Linked DNA regions of Rattus norvegicus: region 1 is linked to region 2. A link is a contact called in public Hi-C data. All regions are on one chromosome and are shown on one strand. The core of a region is the stretch at or near the end of the contact, and the rest is flanking DNA. Distances in the headings are between cores, read along the strand shown. Region 1 has its middle 25 kb from the start of Tent4a. Region 2 holds the start of Srd5a1 (steroid 5 alpha-reductase 1).

What was found. Hi-C and Micro-C count contacts between places; a contact is called where the count stands out from the background.
Region 1: a Hi-C map of Schwann cells shows a contact between it and region 2, with 2.2 times the contacts expected there. The contact joins the enhancer-like site here to the promoter of Srd5a1 in region 2. A contact is called at or near these places in 6 of 12 Hi-C or Micro-C datasets (the A7r5 cell line, Schwann cells, frontal cortex and 3 more).

What each region holds. Positions count from the first base shown.
Region 1 is chr1:35,567,580-35,570,376 of GRCr8, reverse strand. No RefSeq gene overlaps it. Among named protein-coding and RNA genes, the nearest start is that of Tent4a, 25 kb to the left of the region's middle. Within about 2 kb of position 1,491, at least 41 of the 93 cell types and tissues checked have an H3K27ac peak or open chromatin away from gene starts, as enhancers often do. A contact at or near this core is called in Schwann cells, where this site is marked.
Region 2 is chr1:35,513,539-35,516,238 of GRCr8, reverse strand. It overlaps Srd5a1 (steroid 5 alpha-reductase 1), which reads right to left and starts at 1,325. Exons shown (of 5, transcript NM_017070.3): 1 at 889-1,325. The coding sequence starts at 1,169. Nsun2 (NOP2/Sun RNA methyltransferase 2) reads left to right here and starts at 1,933. Exons shown (of 19, transcript NM_001108403.1): 1 at 1,933-2,105; 2 at 2,213-2,370. The coding sequence starts at 1,935.

The DNA of each region.
Region 1 (2,797 bases), core at 242-2,741, 54 kb before region 2:
AATATATGTATATCCCTAAGTGCAACCTGTTTGCGTCATGTTTGTATATTTTCAGAAAGGCTTTCCTAGAGTCCTTTCTTTGACCTAGAACTGGCAAAGGCCTGGCGCTGTCCATGGTGGTAAACCCTTCCGGCAGATGGAAAAACCCTGCTTTTATGAATGATTCTGGGCAACCAAGTGCATGCAGTAATTTATAGCTTTTAATTTGGATTCTACAAAAGGATGAGGAGGAAGATGAGGAGGAAGAAGAGTAGGAGAAGGAGGAGGAGGAGGAGAAAGGAAATAAAGTAGGAAGAGGAAGAAGAGGAGGAAGGGAAGAGGGAAAGGAAGAGAAAGAGGAAGAAGAGGAGGAGGAAGAAGAAGAGGAAGAGAAAGAGAGAAGAGGAAGAGAGAGGAAGAAGAGGAAGAAGAGGAGGAAGAGGGGAGGAAGAATAAATGGCAGCTACTTCCTAGAAGAACTATGCCTCTGAGCTGGCACACATGTTGGCTGACCTTGAGTCATCTTTTTGGATACCCAAGGGACTGAGCAGGGCTGTCGGGCCCAGGACACCCTGGGGAGGTTTGGATAGCCCTGGCCCTATGCAAAAGCATTTCAGTGTCTATGTAGAGTTCGGCTGCTTGTATCAAATTATAATCACTATCTTCTTGCACACTCACATCTGAGCTGCCCTATTGTGCTGCACACTAAAGGTACTTAATTATCATCAACCCCAAATGAGCACAAGAAAGGGAAGAGAAGGAGACAACTGGGGTTTCACCTTGGTGATCTCGGCCTGTGCTCTTCCTGCTTGGGCACAACACAGCACTCTGTTTCCCAGCATGCTCCTGTGTGTCAGGAGCCACCTGACCTCTGCAGCACCCACTCAGCAATGAAGTGCTCGGTGTATGGTGTGAAAAGCACCATGCCCACTAATAGAAACTTGGGGCATCTGTGACTCTAAATAGCACACTCAGGTGCTAAGTGTTGCCTCTGAAGTCCTGGGATACCCTCAGGGTAGAGCATCACTCCAGTTGTAGGTGTAATGACACTCAGTAACTCTTCCTTTCCTTAGGAAACATTATCACACTGTGCTTCAGACTGCTCAGTACCAAAGACATAATCTTCCATACTAAGAGGGTGAGTCTGTGAGAGTGAGCTTGCAGTATTCCCTTCCACCACCTCTGCCTGTCATGAACTTGAGATGCCTGTTGTAGATGAAGCTGTATTCTCCTCTAGCCAACGTGTTAAAGCCTTAATTCTCATTTAAGACTGGAATTGGAGGTAGAAGCTTTTAGGGGTAAATAGGTTAAATGGGGTCACGGAGTCAGGGCTCATATGACGGGACAGGTGTACCTTATAACAAGAGACAGCAGAGGTCACTGTGTGTGAGTATGGAAAGGCTTCCTGTAAGCACGGCGGGAAGAAGCCTTTTTTGTTAGGCAGAGAGGCAGAGCAACAGACAGAAGAGTCCCCCTTCCATAACACAGCCCTGCTGGTGCCTAACTCATAAGATGCCATTGTTTAAGCTGCCCGGAGTGTGATATTTCATCACCGCCTCTGAGCAGCGCAGCACCGGTCTCTTCCTGATCATCAAATCCAGCCTGCAGGATTCAGGCAGAGGGAAGAGTATGCTGTTTCACAGGACATCAAAACACCGAAACATCTGCACGTTCTCACAGGCAGATTAAGGCAGAGGGAAGAAAAGGGAGCATCATTCTAAGGGAAGACTGTAGAGGGACACTGCTGGGCCTGAGAGGTCAGAGGAAACCTCTGGCATTTGCAAATTAGAAGGAAGACAACGGCATTTGTCAGAGTTTTGTGCATAGCAAATACCAGGCACTGGGCTGATGCCCAGTAATGATGCCAAATGAGGACAAATGGCTTTCTACTGGGACCACACGTACCCCATGGCTTCTGAGAAGACCCTATGAGTAAGTTAAATGTGAACGTAGATCTGTTCAAATTACAGAAAGAGAATGAGCCGGTCAAAGACCTGAGATGCTGCTGGCACCTTTCGAATCCCTGCAGACCACTCTGGACTGCACTGTTGCTTCTGCTTTCTTAATTTAGATGCAAGTAAATGTTCAAAGACACCCACTTGCCCTCTTCTGTTGAACCAGCACATGTAGCAGCGCCAGGAGCGATAGGCATGGTCTTCCAGTTGCTGCCTGTGTGTATCCCAGTTGCTATTGTTAAGGCTCTGGGCAAGAATCGCACAGCAAGCCCATGGCCAGCAGGACCCACTGTGGGATTTAGGCCAATCCTCTTTTTCCATTTGCACAACACAAGCCTCACTATGAGCACTCAAACAGTGGCACTATTATTCCCAAAGATCAGCCTCGCTTTGAAGCCATTGTCTGGTTCTCAGAAGGCTGAGCATTCTTGTCCCCTGTCCCCTGTCCATCTATCTGCCCTGCTAAATACATGCTGGCCCTGTATGAGAAAAGCCTCACAAAACGCATGTGTGGCCACTTTGCAAGACCCTTATCTGTGTAAACACTCTCCTCCGGGGCTCTGGACACACAGGCCATGTCCGCCTAGCTCCCTCTTACACTCTCTGTTTCTAGTGGTATCCCTGGCAGTGAGGAACTTTCTGAGTAAACGAGCCAGTTCAGGCAGGGTGGGTGGGAGGAAAGAAATACAGTCAGCCCTAAGCCTCATGTGGAGACCGGCAATCTATTTGGCCATACACAGTGTTCAATGCCCAAGTTTTTGCTTTCTGCCTTGGGTTCCTCGGTGGGTGGCAGTGTGGTAGGACCAGCTGCCAACCTTGGCCTCTCATAGCCTTTGCTTATCATTTCTCCTCCCCTTGCTGAT
Region 2 (2,700 bases), core at 76-2,575:
ACTTCTGCAAGGATGTCTTTTAAACCTTAGACTGTTGACCCCTTCCCCACCCCTTAACTCTTTAAGCCAAGTATTAGTTTCAAAATGCTGTATGTAATCCTCAGGCTACTTTTGGTAATCTTTTTGGCTGTACAATCTAAATATGGCACATATATTCTCATTCCAATAGTCTGTGAGTCCCCTCTCTTTTCTCCGTTCCAGGGACCCAGCTCCTCCCTTCTCCGAGGCTTCATTGCACATCTTAAGGGACTGGTCTGCAACCGAGCTCCGTTCTCAGTCTGAAGGGAATCTCCGGAATTCGTGATTTATTTTGACACACCTCTAGCGCTCTGCCTGCTTTCATCCATTGGAGATGCACACAGACACAAATTTTGGTGTTCTTATGGAGGTACTCCCACGAACGAGAGTTCAATGGATATTCAAAAAGAACTAGAGACAGTCCAGCCTCGTTTATTAGAAAACCCAAAGACTTGAGGTGGTCACTGAAACATTTTTCACACAATACTTCTTGGGAAAGATCTCTGAAATTGCTCAAGTCCACATTCGAGGTCCAGAGTGATTCCAGAGTAGGATGTTAGCAAGCTGAAGCTAGGTCACCTGGCTATGAGACAGGCTACCAGGGATAGATTCCCCAAGGGGGAAACAGTAGAAATGCAATAACATCACCCTCCTTGGGTGACATCGCAGATACTCCTTAGGGCGGAGTCTGCTGATGGCCAGAGATTAAATCGGGACCACTGTGCCACTATCCCTGACCAGACACGGACTTCCACCACTTCTGTGCGGTTCTGTCTACCCCACATTGTAGACAATCCTATGTACTTTGGAATTAAGTCTCTGAGCCGCGGGACCTAGGCAGCAAGCGCAGGAGGGAACACCATTCATTACCTTTGCACGTAGTGGATCAGAAACATAGCCAGCAGGACGCGGTTAGGCAGGTTGCCCAGTCGCGCGGCTGCAGGACGAATGTACTCGTACAGCGGCCAGGCCATCGAGGGCAGCTCCTGTATGAACCAGGCAGGTCGCGCGGGCACTCGGATGCCGGGCCACTGCGGCGAGTAGCGGCCGTACGGAGAGCCAACCGACCGGAGCCCCACAATGGACACGAAGGCCATGAAACCTTCCAAGTAGACCAGCATGTCGAGCAGGCACAGCTCATCCAACTCCATAGCTGAGGTCGAGCAGTGTACTCCATGCCCGGGTGTCCGAGTGGAGCCTCATATAAGGCCAGGAGGAGGGCGCAGACGGGCCACCTCTCCAGCAGTGTGTACCTGCCCAGGGGAGGGGCGAGCCACCTGCTCGGGCGGGGACAGGACCACAGGCTAGCACCACCAGACGATACCCTCCCGCCCGGAATCCAAACGCGAGCCGGATTGGGCAAAACCCCGCCCACACAGGAGCCCCGCCCCTTGGGGGGAATGGCGCCTTAGTTGAGCCCCGCCCACACAGAGAGCCCCGCCCCCTCCCGATCTTTGAGAATTACACATTGGCCCAGAGCTTCTTGGGCCCGGGAGGAGTGCAACCGGAGCTCCGCCCCCTCAGCACCACAGCAGAGTCCCAGAGCCTCGCAGCACCCACAAAGCCCCGCCTACCCAGCAAAGACCCCGCCTCTTTGCTCGAAACCGAATCTCGCTCTGCCCAGCTCTGCAAACACGCCCCTCCACGGTCTGTACCGCCTCCGGAGAGCGACAGGTCGGTCAACACTCCATGACTCTCTGCGCACGCACCATGATCAGGTCGTCCATACAGGTGCCTGAGTCTACGTGTAAGACGGAGAGATTCACGCTTAGTGGCGTTTGGGGTTGTTTTGAGGAAATACGTTCTCGGTATGAATACCACTCTTTTCTCGCTCAAGCTTTCGGCGAGAGCATGTTGTATCTTTCAGGCATATTTCTTGACTGCCCCGGCTAGGACCCAGCAGCGGGGTCCTGGGGATGCAGCCGGAAGTACGGCGTGTGTGCTGTGCGGTGGGTAGCTGTGTGCGCTCCGCGTGTGCTGCCGCGTGGGCCATGGGGCGGCGGGCGCGGGGCCGGCGGTTCCAGCAGCCGCCGCAGCCTGAGGGCGAGGAAGACGGCAGCGACGGCAGCAGAAAGCGCGGCCAGGAGGTAGGTGCCAGGAGAGAGGGGTGCCCCGTGGGCTCGCGCGTTGGGAGCTTGCTCGTGGGCTGGGTTAGCGGGTGTTGGAGCTTGCTCACCTGTCGCTTTCCTGTCAGGGCTGGGAAGGTGGATATCCCGAGATCATAAAGGAGAACAAGCTCTTTGAGCACTACTATCAGGAACTCAAGATCGTGCCGGAGGGAGAATGGGACCAATTCATGGGCTCACTTCGAGAGCCCCTCCCAGCCACATTGAGAATCACTGGTTACAAAAGGTAAGTTTGGTGTGTCTTTTCTAAGATGTGGACTTGGGGGCTTTGGAGAGGGAGCTATAGAGCAGCCAGGGTTGCTTTGGCACTTGCATGTGGGAGATTAGAACAAGAATAGAAAAGGCAACCTGGGAAAGACCTGGGTGGGGTGGGGGATGGGTGAACTGATCGGTTCATCTGAGCAGCACGAAACTTTGCCTCTCCCTGACTGTCAGTATACACCATCCCCAAGACCTGTTGCAAATAAGAAATGAAGCTGGGCTGAAATGCAGTATTCCATTTACCTTATTTGTAAGGTGTGTGCAATCTGTGGTCCAACACAACAGTAAACTGGAG